Linked DNA regions of Mus musculus: all the other regions are linked to region 3. Evidence: chromatin contacts called from public HiChIP or PLAC-seq and capture Hi-C data. All regions are on one chromosome and are shown on one strand. Each heading gives the region's core, a stretch centred on a gene start, on an enhancer-like site or on the middle of the called end of the contact. The rest is flanking DNA. Distances are from core to core; before and after follow the strand shown. Region 1 holds the start of Jak1 (Janus kinase 1). Region 2 overlaps Raver2 (ribonucleoprotein, PTB-binding 2). Region 3 holds the start of Cachd1 (cache domain containing 1).

Region 1 (4,339 bases), core at 497-2,996, 490 kb before region 3:
TTTAGAAACCTTTTACTTAATGACAATTTTGTGAGCACCCCACACTAAATCATGAAAAAAACCACAGGTTTGTAACAGGGCCCTAGACCTTAGCACAACGGACTCCATGATGGAAGTGCTATTCAGGGTATAAAACTCACCACGTAGACACTACCACCTGCTAAAAATGAAAACAAAGGCCCAATCCATCAAAGGCCATGGTTCTGGGAAAGTCTCTGAGTGTGCTAACCTTGCTTTTTGGCATCTGTAGCTCTGCGTCTGGCTAACTGTTCTTGTTAACTGAAGTATGTCAACCCAGGGCATGGTTCTTGTGCTTACAAGCTCACCCTGAGAAAGACTCCGGTCTACACTGGGATCCTGAACACCCACTGTAGTTGCTGGTCAGCTAAGAAAGTCTTTCTAAAGGCTTAAGCCCATGTCTGATCAGGTCTTCTCTGGCAAACACCCCACAAGTTTAAGATGCCAGAATGGAAGACACCTGAGAGCTACAGGGTTTTGTTTGTTTATTTTGTTTTTGTGGATAGGATAAGACTGAACAAACCTACTGTGAAAGATTATGATAATGAAAACTCAAAAGCACTGGACACAGATTAGGTAGGAATGGATGTTAATTCTTATTACTCTTTTCCATAGTTTGTTTCTCTCCCCTGCTCCTTTTGGAGCTCTTACACCACAGAACAGAGGCTGGGCCTGAAGAAACTCGTGGAAGCCGGAGGTTTTGTTTCTGGTTAAGTCCTCATGATGGTTAGTATTGTCAGTTTGACTATTAGAATCACCTAGGAGATCAGCTATACCTGTGAGGGATTGTTTAGATTAGGTTACCCCTTGGCCATGCCCTTCAACATTACCTAGATTAGGGTCTCCTAGAAGACTTGCTTTGCGCAGGGATTCTGTAGACTAGTCTATCCCCTTGGCTGTGCCCTTGAGGATTATCTAGATTAGGGTAATGGAGATAAGATCCACTTTATCTGTGGGCAGAACCATTCCATGGACTGTGGTCCTGGATTTAATACCCAGGAGAAAGCTAACACAAGAATTCATCCTCTCTTCTTCCTGAGCATGCGCGCAATGTGACTTTCCACCTCAAGTTTCTGTCATCACGACTTCTCATCATGATGGTCTGTGTTCGCTCCAACTGTACAGGGTAATAAACTCTTTTTTCCTTAAATTACTTTTGTCAAATATTTTATCGCAACAACTGACAAAGTGACTTTCGTTCTTGCTAGGCAAGTCTTTCCAGAACCATCTTCTAGAGTGGCTGGGATGGGGCAGATGTAAACACACAGGGCACGGATAATGCCTCCAAGGGCACAGGTTGCTCCAGAGGGCAAATTCTTATTCCCTGCGTGAGTGATTTCATCGCTCCTCTCCTCTCCTCCCTTCCCCTCCCCTCCCCTCTCCTCCCCTCCCCTCCCCTCCCCTCCCCTCCCCTCTTCTCTTCTCTTCTCTTCTTTTTTTCTTTTTCTTTTTTTTTTGGCGGGGTGGGGGGACAGGTCATTTCACAGAGATCCACCTGTCTCTGCCTCCCGGAGTGTTGGGATTAAAGAAGTGTGCCAGTATGTCCAGTTTGAGTTCAATTCTCACAAGCTACTTGGTAAGCGGAAGCGAGCGGAGACACTTGCTGGAGTGCGAGCCTGGGCAGGCGGGGACTCCAAGGTCCTCAGTCTTGGGTCTTGGCTCTGTCCAATTGTAGGAGCAGCTTCTGACGTCACGGGGGCTGGGCCGTACAAGGGGCGTGATCGTTCAGAGTTGGAGGGGCGGGGCGCCGGTGCGTTTTTAGAGCGCAGGCCGCCGCAGCCGCGGAGTAGCCGGCAGCCGCTGACGCGCCGCGGGGTCCGCGCCCAGCCTCGCTCGTCCTTTCGGTGCCTCTCCTTAGCCGCGGGTGTCCACGCCGGACCCTGCACGGCAGGCTGAGTTGCCTGCCAGACTCCTGACCCAGATCGACCCTGCGCCAAGGAGCCGCGCGGCCCGGCGCACACGGAAGTGGTGAGTGTCCCGGTGGGGAGGTGGAGACCGCCGTGGCCAGCTCGGGGACCGTGAGAGGGGCGCGGAGCCGGGCGGCCGAGCGGCCAGGGCGGCCGGGGCGGGGATTTCCAGGCGGCGGGGCTGCCGGGAGGCGAGGGAGGGCCGCTCCGCTAACAGCGGCCCGCTCCGCCGACATCCTGTTTATGGCCCCGCGGCCTGCGCGCCGACGGCCTCTGGCGCCGCAACAGCCCGGACCGCAGGACTCGCCGAGGGTCGTGGCCCGCGTTCACCCCTGGTCAGCTCTTGCGGGGGTGGGGGACTTTTGGGGTTTGGGTCTGCGTGGGGGCGCGCCCCGGGAACTCCGAACCGCAGCTTGCCGGAATGTAGCATGATGGAGGGCCATGGGTGAAGGGAATGGGGAGAGACGACTATAGGTCCTACCCGAAGGGACCCGATTCATCGAAACTGGGACCAGTGTCTGTGGCTCCCCAACTCCTGGCTCCGGTTCCGCGCGAACGAACGCCCCCGTCGACTCAGAAGCAGTAGGCACCCCTCTGGAGACACTCCCAGGCTCCTAGGATGATGAGTGTTTATGAAGGGAGTTCTTTAGGGAGACTAGACCAGAGGTGTGGTTATCTCCTGGTGCCTGTGTGCCCCCTTCGGAGGTGTATCCTCTGTGATTTCTCGGGAACTAGGACTGGGCCCTAATAGTCTTAATTCATGGCTGTGACCTGTCTTCTGCCTCTGCTTGGATACATCAGTATCCATGCTATTAAAATTCCTCCCCAGTCATAGAGCTCAGTCGCAGGTATTTACGGTAGTATAAAATTACCTTTACTTCTTTCAGGGAAGAAGGCATTAAAAACTTGGGCCGTTAAATAAGTAGAATGCTGAGACAGATAAAATTATCTAGTCTTTGGGTGTTGCCTTCCCCGTTTAAAAAGAAAATGTTTGAGTTACGGGTGGTGTAAAAAACTTTTTTCTTTTTCTTTTTAAATGAACATTTTGCATTGATTAAATTTTTATACCTTCCCTTTCTAAAAACCACATTTTGTGTTGCCTATTGCTTTTGCTTGTGGGGACTCTGATGTTTTCCAAGTACTGGAATTTGGGGCTATGTGGAGCAACTATGATCTTGTTCAAAATGTCAGTCAGTAGTACCCAAGTTGAGAGATCATGTGTGGTTACCAGGTAAAAAATTAGACTTGGGGCCCTGTGTGCAAAGTCATTTCATCCCTGGCTTCAGTTTTCCAACATCTAGGGGATACTTTTTTATTGAGTGATCGGTTTGTTCTCTTGTGCATCATGGTGAAGGTTAATGGAGACTGCAGGCCAGCATTTAGACAGTTCTGGTATAACATGCTTTATAAAATGGAATAAATGCCTCTTCTGTATGGATTGAGATCATGTAGAAAGAAACAGATACATCATCCTAGAGGGAGTGTGAACATTACAAATAGTAATCATAACTTAATTCTAGTATCATATTAACTTGAACTGTATTTCAGTTTGTCTACACTGCTGTACTTTTTAGGGGAGGGAGTTGCTTAGATTTTTTTTGTTATCCTTTACAGTGAATACAGCTAGTTCTGTTTCAGTCCCATTTCACAGCACACAATTTACTGGCTTTGGGAAAAGATGTTAGAAAGAGAATAAATTAGGTATTGGTACAATAGCAAATACATTTCCTAACATATTCTATTTTGTTGTAATTTAGGCAGGTGTTAGTATCAGTCTGTCTTACCCAGAAGATCATTATCTTTCTGGCCACTTGGTAGCCACCCTTTACAGATTTAAGGTGCTAGGAGGAGTTAGGCTGTAAAAATACTTTAATTCGGACACCTGCTATAAAAAGCTAGTGAAAAATATGGAGTTTTGAGGATAGGGTTGCTTTTACGGGAATGTGCTTGCCTTAAATTACACAAGGGAACTTAACCTCAGGGCTTTTAAAAAGGACTGTGAGGTCTGCCAGTTTGGAGAGGTTTGACTTTATGAACGGTAGTGATTCGAAAGAAGACTGACTGATTTCAACAGCACATTACCAGCTACAGATTTTAATGTTGTCTGAAGACATCATTCTGTTTATTCTGAATAATTTAAGTAACACATATATTTGTAGAGAAATACAAATGAAGCAACTACGTAGAATATATGTAGATTTAAACTCATTTTTATACAGAGAACACTATAAATAATTGTACTAATCGAAAACAATTTACAGCTGAGCAAAGGTCAGACAGGATCTGTGTTTTCTAGCTGCCAGACTTTCTGTGCTTTCTTTTTTCCCACTGAGGACACATATTCTCTATATCCTTAGTATAATTTAGTGAGATGATACACTGCTAGATTTACTGTCTGAGATGTATACACACAC
Region 2 (4,720 bases), core at 1,321-3,820, 370 kb before region 3:
CAAGCATATTCAAACTGCCACAAGGAGCAAGATGCAAACACCTCTCACAGTGGGCAGAGCTCCCCTATGCCTCCCTCTCTCCGTGCTGCATGGTGACCACGTTCATCCTTAAAGCAAGAGCCTTCTAGATCGTCTTTATTCTCCCAAACCAGGCAGACACTGGATGTTGTTATTCAAATGGCTCTATATCATCCAGAGCCAGCCAACAGAGACCGAAGAGGTGAGCCTGAATGTCAGAGAAAAACATTAGTTAAGAATGAGAAATGAAAAATGCCCTTGTGGCTCATACAGCAGCGGAGAAGGATAATTCTGACTTAGTACATCAAAGACGGCTAGCTTTGTAAGGATTAGTGAGTGGGGAACAACGGTAGTTGGAGGTTTTGAAGCAAGCACAGTAGTCTGAGAAAAACAAACTCGTAACTAAAAATGAGTAAGAAACATTTAAAAATTGCCACAAAGAGAAAAAAAGCACACAGATCAACTTCCTCTTGTCTGTCACAGCATGCGGCGTCTCTTCCTTCATACCCTTCACCTTCAGGTCTTGGGCCCTAGGCTTCAATGAATGAATGAATGAATGAATGAATGAATGAATGAAAACGTGCACTTGGCTCTCTCCAAACTCCTATCTGAGGGCTTTCCTCAGTTACTGGAGAGGAGTCGGTAGGAAAGGCACTTGGCAACAAGAGTCATGTCCTGGGCTCTACCTCTGGGGGCCACACAGTCCTCTGACCTCCACAAGCAGGCCATGACGTGTGCCCTTCCATCCCTGTGCACAAAATAAGCATTTTAAAAAATTTCAAATGCACTTGAAACAAAGCTCACCCTAGCCCTGTGATGCTACCCAGCTGCAGCTTTGGGAGCCAGTAGCTCGCCCTGCAGATGCAGCACACCCAGGTACTTTCTGCACCGTAGCACATTTAAAGTTCAAAACGCTGTCCCAGGACAGCAGGGAATTTAGAATGTAACATGCTACTAGCAGAGTGTGGTGGCAGATACCTTCAAGTCCCAGCACTGTTAAGGATCCCAGCTTTTAGAAGGCAGAGGCAGAGGGATGTCTGAATTTATGGCCAGCCAAGGTACACGGTAAGATCATGTCTCAACAAAACAAAACAATTTAAAAGTTGTGGGCTGGAGAGATGGTTTCATGGTAAGAAAACACTTGCTGCTCTTGCAGAGGACCAGGTTCAGGTTCCAGCAACCACACTAGGGAGCTCATCACCTTCTCAATGTCCAGATTCAAGAGTTAGACTCCCTCTGCTGGGCTCCATAGTCACCTGCAGCCATGCAGTATAAACACTGACAAGCAGTCTCTCTCTGTGTGTCTCTGTCTCTCTCTCACAGACAGACAGACAGACACACACACACACACACACACACACAAAGTATAACCTGCTGATTTGGTGAAATTGCACCAGCACAAGAACATCCCGTCAGGTTGCTTTCACAACACTTCACTAGGCCTCATCCAAGAGCCGTCGCTCCCCCGCCCCCCAGGATGGGCCCTTTCCAGAAAACATTCATCTTCAGCAGGATTCTCCTCAGGATGAGGTGAAACCGCCTATCATGATTCTTCCTGGGCTCTGATCTTTGGAACCACGATGTGAGGAGGCGGCTTCCTGAGTGCTGTAGTTATGATGTCAACAATTTCCACTCCCCTCTAGCCTCCCGCGGGGGAGCCCGGCATCTTCACTCTTAGCTAGTCAGCTATCTCACCAAGAAGATGAGAAATCCAGAGAGTTGACAATGACTACTGGACTCCTGGCCCTCAACCCTTGGCATCTCAACCTCCCACATAATTTGTGACAACATTCTCCCTGACATCCAGATTCCTGAGATAGATGGCCAATCAGCAATGAACATCATACGGGACCAGCCAGGCAAACTAAATCTCCTCCCAGCCCCCCAAAACCCATTCTACCCGCGTTCCTACCCATCTCAGCCAGTGACAATTCCATTTTTCCAGGTCCTAAACCTATGTTCTGGCCTTCCTATGTTCTTTAGTCATAGCTTAGAATAAAATCCTAAGTACACAAAGGACCTAACAAGGTCCTACCTGTCTGCCCTGTCCCCACCCACTGAGACTTCTCCATTTCCATCTTGCCCCAGCCTCTCCTGCTGGGCGCTCTCCCTCCCTTTGTTCCTTTAACAAGGTACCAAGTTTGTCTCATGCATCTCTGCACTGGCTGTTCCTACTTGTGGGACTGTATGACACCGACAACTGTGTATCTATAAGACTCACATTTGCCCCCAAAACTCACCTGGCAAGTCACTGTGTCACATTTTTCAAAAATGAAAACCACCCGGAAAGTCTCAGTGGCCACAACTGTGTAAGTTAGACACCTTAAGTTCATTTAATGGTACAAAGGAATGTCCTGTGTCACATAACATGATGTGCTCTTGCACTGTTTGCCCACTAGATGGCAGCATTAGGCTCTCTAAGGAGAGACCGAGACGCTTCATTGCTTTTTAGTTCATTTTTGGGTTTGCGGCCACCCTAACTCATCACACATTCTGTAGCCGATTCCCTGGGTTGGACGGCCAGCTTCCCAGCAGGAAAGATCCATGTAACCAGGGAAACACAAGACTATGGCTTGGCAGTGCAAAGGACTCCTGCCAGTGAGCCAGGCGGCTGCCCCAAGCCAAGTGTGGAAAGAAAAACCCAAATCTCAGTTTAATGGTCAGGGAAAACGGTGAAGGGATTCCTAAATTATCCTTCATATTACTGAAACTAATGATTACGCCATGCTGAAAAGGTACTTTTTCTACTTCAATAAAAGGGGGCAGGAAGGAATATTCTATTGTTTTGTCAGATTGTAGTTAGAGGCTATACTCGGGCATTAAATATTTAATAAGCTGGCTCATGGGCTCCTGTAACATGGACGTATAACACCCATCTGATGCAGACAGACCTGTTCATCTTTACCTCAGACTCTGAAATATCAAACTGTCTATAGCTATCCAAATTAAAAAGATCTTTCAGCTAATAATGCTATTAGACTTTAAAATAACTCCATTTGTTTCTGGCTTCATTTTTCATCGTCCACTTCAAATATCTAGGACATGTAATTTTGGGAAAAATCAGCTGCATCTCAGTGTTGAGTACAGTAACTATAGCCAGGGATGTGGGGAGGTAACTACTTAAAATCAGCTGCATCTCAGTGTTGAGTACAGTAACTATAGCCAGGGACGTGGGGAGGTAGCTACTTAAAATCAGTTGCATCTCAGTGTTGAGTAACTACAGCCAGGGACGAGGGGAGGTAGCCACTTAAAACTGGCTTCTAAGGAGCTCTAGATTGGAACACGCCGGGTTAACGTGGTTACGGTACGCACTTTGGAACTTCAGGAACACTAAGTAAATATGCTTCCTCTATTTAGGATAACTAAGGTTTGTTTCTAAACTACCACACTCCAGGGCTGGCAGGATGGCTCAACAGTTAAAAGCGTGTATACTGCTCTTACAGAGAATGTAAGGTCCGCTCCTAGCCCCACACTGGTCGGCTCCAAGAGAATCTGGTTCACCCTCCCTGCCTCTGCAGGCACCTGCTTACATGCACATACTCTGACACAAACACATATGCATATAAGTAACAAGTAAACACTGAACATATCGTTAGTCCAGTGTTTGTTTCTATGTACAGAGCTGGAAGACTCAGTCTGACCCCAGAGTATCCCCGCACTGCCAGTGACAGCCGCTGACTCTCCGTCTGACCCCAGAGTATCCCCGCACTGCCAGCGACAGCCGCTGACTCTTCCTCTGCACTCCCAGAGCAGTCATCTGACTTTCCCTACAGATTTACTTATTCTGAACACTGCACATAAACAGAATCATACATGTGGCCTCTTTGGCTTACTTCACTTAGCATGCTTTTGTGGTTCATCATGCTGCTCATTTGCTTGCTAACTTGTAGACAACTGGGCCTTTCCATTTTGGCTGTTAGAGATAATTTACCGTAAACATTAGTGTATAAACTGGTATGTAGATACATTCAAATTCTCTTAGCACATATCTACAAGTCAAACTCTTAGTTTGAGGAATGCTAACTTTTACTGACAGTTCACCATGCCTTTGCCCATATAGCTGTGACTCTTTTTCCTTCCAGTTTCTTGGTGTGGGTCATCTCATATGACCTACATTCCATGCTTGTCACTCTTATCCCTGCTGACATCTGCTGCAGTCCCTTAATGAAGTTTTTATTATGTTGACAGCCTGCTTGGTGTGGCCCAGCTCCCACACTGCCCAAGGTCGTTCTTTACATATGACTCACTTTAATTCTTTATACCGTCGTCTCCTAAGTCCAACACCCAGGAGACCTTATGAGCATTTTGTATTACCTGCTTCCCCTGTGCACGGTGTCTTAGTCAATGTTCTATTGTTGACATCATGACCATGGGAACTTTTATAAAGGAAAACATTTAACTGGGGCTGGCTTACAGTGTCAGAGGTTTAGTTCCTTGTCATCATGGCAGGAAGCATGGCAGAGACGGTGCTGAGGAACAACATGGCAGAGATGGTGCCGAGAGATCTACATCTGGCTTGGCAGGCAGCAGGAAGAGAGACAAGAGGCCTGTCTTCAACAATTGAAACCCAAAGCCACACCTACTCCAAAAGACCACACCTCCTAATCATTGTCAAGTACTGCCACTCCCTAATGACCACGCATTCAAATCTATGAGTCGATGAGGGTCACTGCTATTCAAACCACCACATTTCCTGACTTGT
Region 3 (4,409 bases), core at 1,324-3,823:
AGAGGGGCCAATTGGAAAAGAGATAAAGGGCCATTTGGGCACACACACACCCACCCCACCGACTCCAGCTTTTTTTTTTTCTTAGTGTTTAAAGTGTCTCCCCACCTGAATGACAATGCGTCAGGATCACCTTTTGTCAAGGACCAGGGTGAGAAACCATAAAATTGCTGCCAGAATCTTAGAAATAGCAAGCCTTTAAGATTACAGGAAGGGGGGGGGGGGTACCATCCCTCGTCCTGTCCTAGGAATTGAGTGAAGATGGCAAAGGCGACCTAATCCTGAAAGCAAAACTTCAGGTGGCACCATTTGAAATCCCTTTTGTGAAAAAAAAAAATCCTCTGTGGGAAAACACGGTTCTGTTTGTTTCTAAATTAACGCATTCACCAAGGCAAAGCAAATCTAGATGATTTTACTGCCTCCCAAAGCCCTCCATCCCTAGGTCAGGGCGCCAGCAACCAGAAAATGCACATGGAAGAAATTAAAACTGAACCTAAATCAAGACGAGAGTAGGAAGCAATAGAAAAATGCATTTTAAAAGAGTAGCTGTTATCATGGAAATAAAGAAAATCCCCCTCCGCAGCAGGTCCGGGCTGGATTTCTACAAATAAATGTAAATTTACCCTCCCAGCAAAGCAATCTCTCCACCTTAAAAAAGCTAGGGCCGAGGTGAAACTTGTTTTAAGCATACTGCATGCAGCCTCTTAGGGGGCCTGGGTGGAAGTAGGTTTCTGGGCTCTTTTTCTTTTCTCTCTCTCTCTTTCTCTTTTTCAAGAAAGCCGTCAGAAACCTGAATCCCAAAGAGAAGCAAAACATCTCGCCCGTAGGAGGTGGAATGGTCACTCTAGGTTCGAAATCAGAAACCTATTTTGACACCACATTCCTGAAAACTTCGGCCTTTCGAAGGCCAGTCCCGCCACCATTATTACGGGAATGAGTTAGTTGTCTGGAGCACTAGGCTGTTTCGCTGGCTTGGTACTCGGAGTGTCATCTCATCAGTTCCTAATTGAGTGGGCCTTCTTCGCCAAGAAGATGAGAATAACGGCGCGATAGGATCTCCAGGTGGTTGCTGTCTAGCAATTTTTACAACTGTGGGTTATTAGTAGCATCGTCAGAAATCCTTATCAGCCAAAGGCAATTAATCTACAACCCTAGGGAAGGCCAAAAGACGCAGGGGGAAAAAAATGGAAACCCTATTCACCTTGCCCTTCCCAGCGAAGGCACACACAAACCAGAAATTACACAGCGGACAAGAGGCGACCAATGGCCGCAAGAGCGGAAAGAAAAAGAGTCCCCAGAAGGACTGGAGCGGGGGATCCGCCAGATCAGCCCCTCCCCTCCCCCAAAGCGGCAGGGCAGGGAGAGCGAGCCCCGGTTGCTGGGCCGCCCGGACCCCAACAGTCCTGCGGCCCAGGCGGACAATCTACCTTCGCTCCCTCGCCCACTCGTGCGCCTGGTCTCCAGGACGCTGGGAGGTTTCAAGAGGGTGGAGTGGGGGAGCCTTGGAGAATGCCCCGAGCCGGGCGGGACCGCTGCCTAGGGATGGGAACACAAAGAGGAAAGGGGAGTTTGCAGGAGTGACGAGTGAAAACAAATCTGCGAAGGAAGAGAGTGCAAACTGGGGAAGGAAGCGCGGATAGAGCAGAGAATCCCCAGCCAACAAGAAAGGAGCCGGGGCCGAGAAGAGGGGGAAAGTGGGTGCGGGGCAGAGGCTCTGCAGAAGAGGGCAGCGGCAAATGAGTACACGGGACAGAGAGCACTGGATGTGGTGAAGTCTGCAGGAACCGAGAGGTCCCACAGCCCGCTTGGGCACTCCGTGCAGCGGCCCAGGGCTCTGCGCAGCGGGAGAGCGCTGCAAGTGAGGCGGCGCGAAGGGGGTCGCTTACCTGCATGGTGACCACCCCCAGCTCCTCGGCAGCCAGCCTCCGCATCTGGCTCGCCAGCACTTGCGCCTCGTCCAGGATGGAGAAGTCGGCGTCGGCCACGGCGCCCAAGATCCAGCATGCCACAAGGCAGAGCAGCCAAAGGGGCGGCCGCGGGGCCCCAGGCCAGCCAGGGCAGCGAGGACAGCGGCGGACCACAGCGGCCGGCCTTACGGTCTCCTCTTCCTCCGGCTCGCGGGCCATGCCGCCTCCGGCCACTCCCGCCGACGGGATTCGGGCGCTGGCCGCGGGAGGCGCAGCCCGCCAAACTTTCCTCGTCTCCTGCGCTCTCGGCTCCACGGCGCGGCGGCTGTAGCTGGAAAACTTAGGGGGCGCCCGGCTGCAGCGCGGGCGCGCGGGCGGCCACCATCGCCCGGCGGCAGCGGCTCGAAGACCGCGGCGCCCGCAGGCCGGGCGGGCGGCTGAGAGCACCGGCGGAGCGGCGCCGCCTTCGCTTTCCCGAGTCCCGGCGCAGCCCGGAGACGGCGGCGGCGCCACCAGTGTAGGCGCGGCGAGGCGACCGGGGCGGTCTCCCGGCGAGGAGGGAGAGGGAGGTTTAAAAGACCGAAGTGAGAGAAGAGAAAGGAAAGAAAGCGGCGGGGAAAAGGGAGGTGTCTGGTGCCACCACGCTGCGCTCCGGCTCCGTACACTTCCCGGCTCCGCCGCTGCCGCTGCAGCGGTGATTTATGGAAAGAGGAGGGAGGCGGGGAAAGTCCCGCGCTCGCCCCTCCTCTCCCTCCTTGCACGGGGCGACGCCCTGGGACGCTGGGGGCCCGGGATACTGGGGGACCTCGCTTGCACAGGACCCTTCTGGCCTGAGAAGGGGATCATTTGAGACCTTCCCATAGCTGGCCACGCGACCGCCCCCACCCCCTGACTCGGCCCGTGCAGGAGATCTCGGGTCCCAAGTGTTACAGGTTCCACCCACCCACCACCCAAAGTCCCTTTTAAGTTCGAGAACTCGGGCTTTCTGCCTGACCCAGACCTAGGAAGGGAGCAACTGTCTTTAGAGCTTTAACTCCCTTTCCTCATTTTTTATTAGTAACAATAGCTCGCCCTCGTGGGCACAGCGGACTTGGTTTGTAACCAGCTATCATGTGGCCAGCACAATACTCTGAGGTCTACATTCAGTGTGTGTGACTCATTATCCTTTAATCCCAGGACGAGGCTAAGAGGTTGTATCTTGATCCTGAATTTTCAGGTAACAAACTCCGAGCCTTAGGGAGTTGCAACAAATAGCTGAAGGTCACCCAGGGATAAGCTACTGACCCAGAGTTTAAGCACAAGTATTACTTTCAGGCCTGTGCTCTGACCTTCCACTGGATGTTTCTCTCTCTCTCTCTCTCTCTCTCTCTCTCTCTCTCTCTCTCTCTCTCTCCTCCCTCCCTCCTTCCCTCCCTCCCTCCCTCCCTCCTGCCCTCTCTCTTTGTGTTTGTGTGTATAAATCCATCTGACTCCATTACAGGCAAAAATAACAAATAAAAAATAAAAACGAAAACAAAGCTGAAGTTGAGCTCATAGCATCCTCCTGCTTTCATAAGCATGGCAGGTATGGCTCCTGAGTACTGGATCAGGCTCTCTGAGAGCCACCATAGAGAAACAAGTGTGTGCTGCAGGGCGAGTGTCCCTGTATAAAGCATTCATTCACTTTCCTATAGACTATGAATGTGCTGCTTCAAGAGTCCTAGAAACTACAGCTATGGGTAGGCAAATGTGAGGGGAGGGGGTAACTGAGAATGCCCCCCACCATACTCTTATGTTTGAGTACTTGGTCCCCAATTTGGGGCTGTTTGGGAACAATTAGAAGGTGTGGTCATTTTGGAGGAGTGTGCCACTAGGGATGGTCTTTGAGGTTTAAAAAAAACATTCTGGAGAGATGGCTTAGCGGTTAAGACCACTGACTGTTCTTCCGAAGGTTCAGAGTTCAAATCCCAGCAACCACATGGTGGCTCACAACCATCCATAATGAGATCTGATGCCCTCTTCTGGGGTGTCTGAAGACAGCTACAGTGTACTTATGTGTAATAAATAAACAAATCTTTAAAAAAAAATTCTCAGTTAGCTCTCTCTGCCCCAGGACTGTGTCTGGACACGTGAACTCTCAGCTACTGCTCCAGAAACATGCCTGTCTTTCATCATGCCCCCCCCCCCACATCCCCTCTATGATAGCCATGGATTCTAACTCCCTGAAACCATGAGCCCCAAATAAAACATTTTATTTTATGAGTCGTCTTGGTCATGATGTCTTATCATGGCAATAGAAAAGTAACAAATACAACAGGTTATAGGGTTTGCCTACGTTAACTACCAGAGGCGGAGCAGGAAAACAAAACTAGTTATTCTTTGCTTTACTTGATAGTAACGCCTTCCAGTTTCTCTCTTTGATTTTTAAGAACTCAGTCATAGCCAGGCAGTGGTGGCACAAACCTTTGATCTCAGCACTTGGGAGGCAGAGACAGGCAGATTTCTGAGTGTGAGGCCAACCTGGTG

What was found. HiChIP or PLAC-seq counts read pairs in DNA pulled down with a chosen protein or histone mark. Capture Hi-C pulls out chosen DNA fragments and counts their contacts.
Region 1: a capture Hi-C map of embryonic stem cells shows a contact between it and region 3, with 2.9 times the contacts expected there. The contact joins the promoter of Jak1 here to the promoter of Cachd1 in region 3. A contact is called at or near these places in 5 of 484 Hi-C or Micro-C datasets (embryonic stem cells and uterus), 3 of 115 datasets of contacts at active chromatin or transcription factors (all in embryonic stem cells) and 2 of 9 other capture datasets (adipose tissue and embryonic stem cells).
Region 2: an H3K4me3 HiChIP or PLAC-seq map of neural progenitor cells shows a contact between it and region 3, with 14 times the contacts expected there. The contact joins the enhancer-like site here to the promoter of Cachd1 in region 3. A contact is called at or near these places in 4 of 39 promoter capture datasets (the 3T3-L1 cell line, frontonasal cranial neural crest, hippocampal neurons and 1 more), 1 of 15 datasets of contacts at CTCF or cohesin (the NIH/3T3 cell line), 22 of 484 Hi-C or Micro-C datasets (the C2C12 cell line, cerebellum, cerebral cortex and 16 more), 18 of 115 datasets of contacts at active chromatin or transcription factors (astrocytes, craniofacial prominence, differentiating embryonic stem cells and 11 more) and 1 of 9 other capture datasets (embryonic stem cells).

Annotation. Positions count from the first base shown.
Region 1 is chr4:101,262,689-101,267,027 of GRCm38.p6, reverse strand. Jak1 (Janus kinase 1) reads left to right here and starts at 1,746. Exons shown (of 25, transcript NM_146145.2): 1 at 1,746-1,986.
Region 2 is chr4:101,143,996-101,148,715 of GRCm38.p6, reverse strand. All of the region lies in intron 11 of Raver2 (ribonucleoprotein, PTB-binding 2), which reads right to left. Among named protein-coding and RNA genes, the nearest start is that of Gm24468, 40 kb to the left of the region's middle. Within about 2 kb of position 2,570, at least 33 of the 459 cell types and tissues checked have an H3K27ac peak or open chromatin away from gene starts, as enhancers often do. A contact at or near this core is called in neural progenitor cells, stem cell-derived neural stem cells and stem cell-derived neurons, where this site is marked.
Region 3 is chr4:100,774,843-100,779,251 of GRCm38.p6, reverse strand. It overlaps Cachd1 (cache domain containing 1), which reads right to left and starts at 2,573. Exons shown (of 27, transcript NM_198037.1): 1 at 1,884-2,573. The coding sequence starts at 2,123.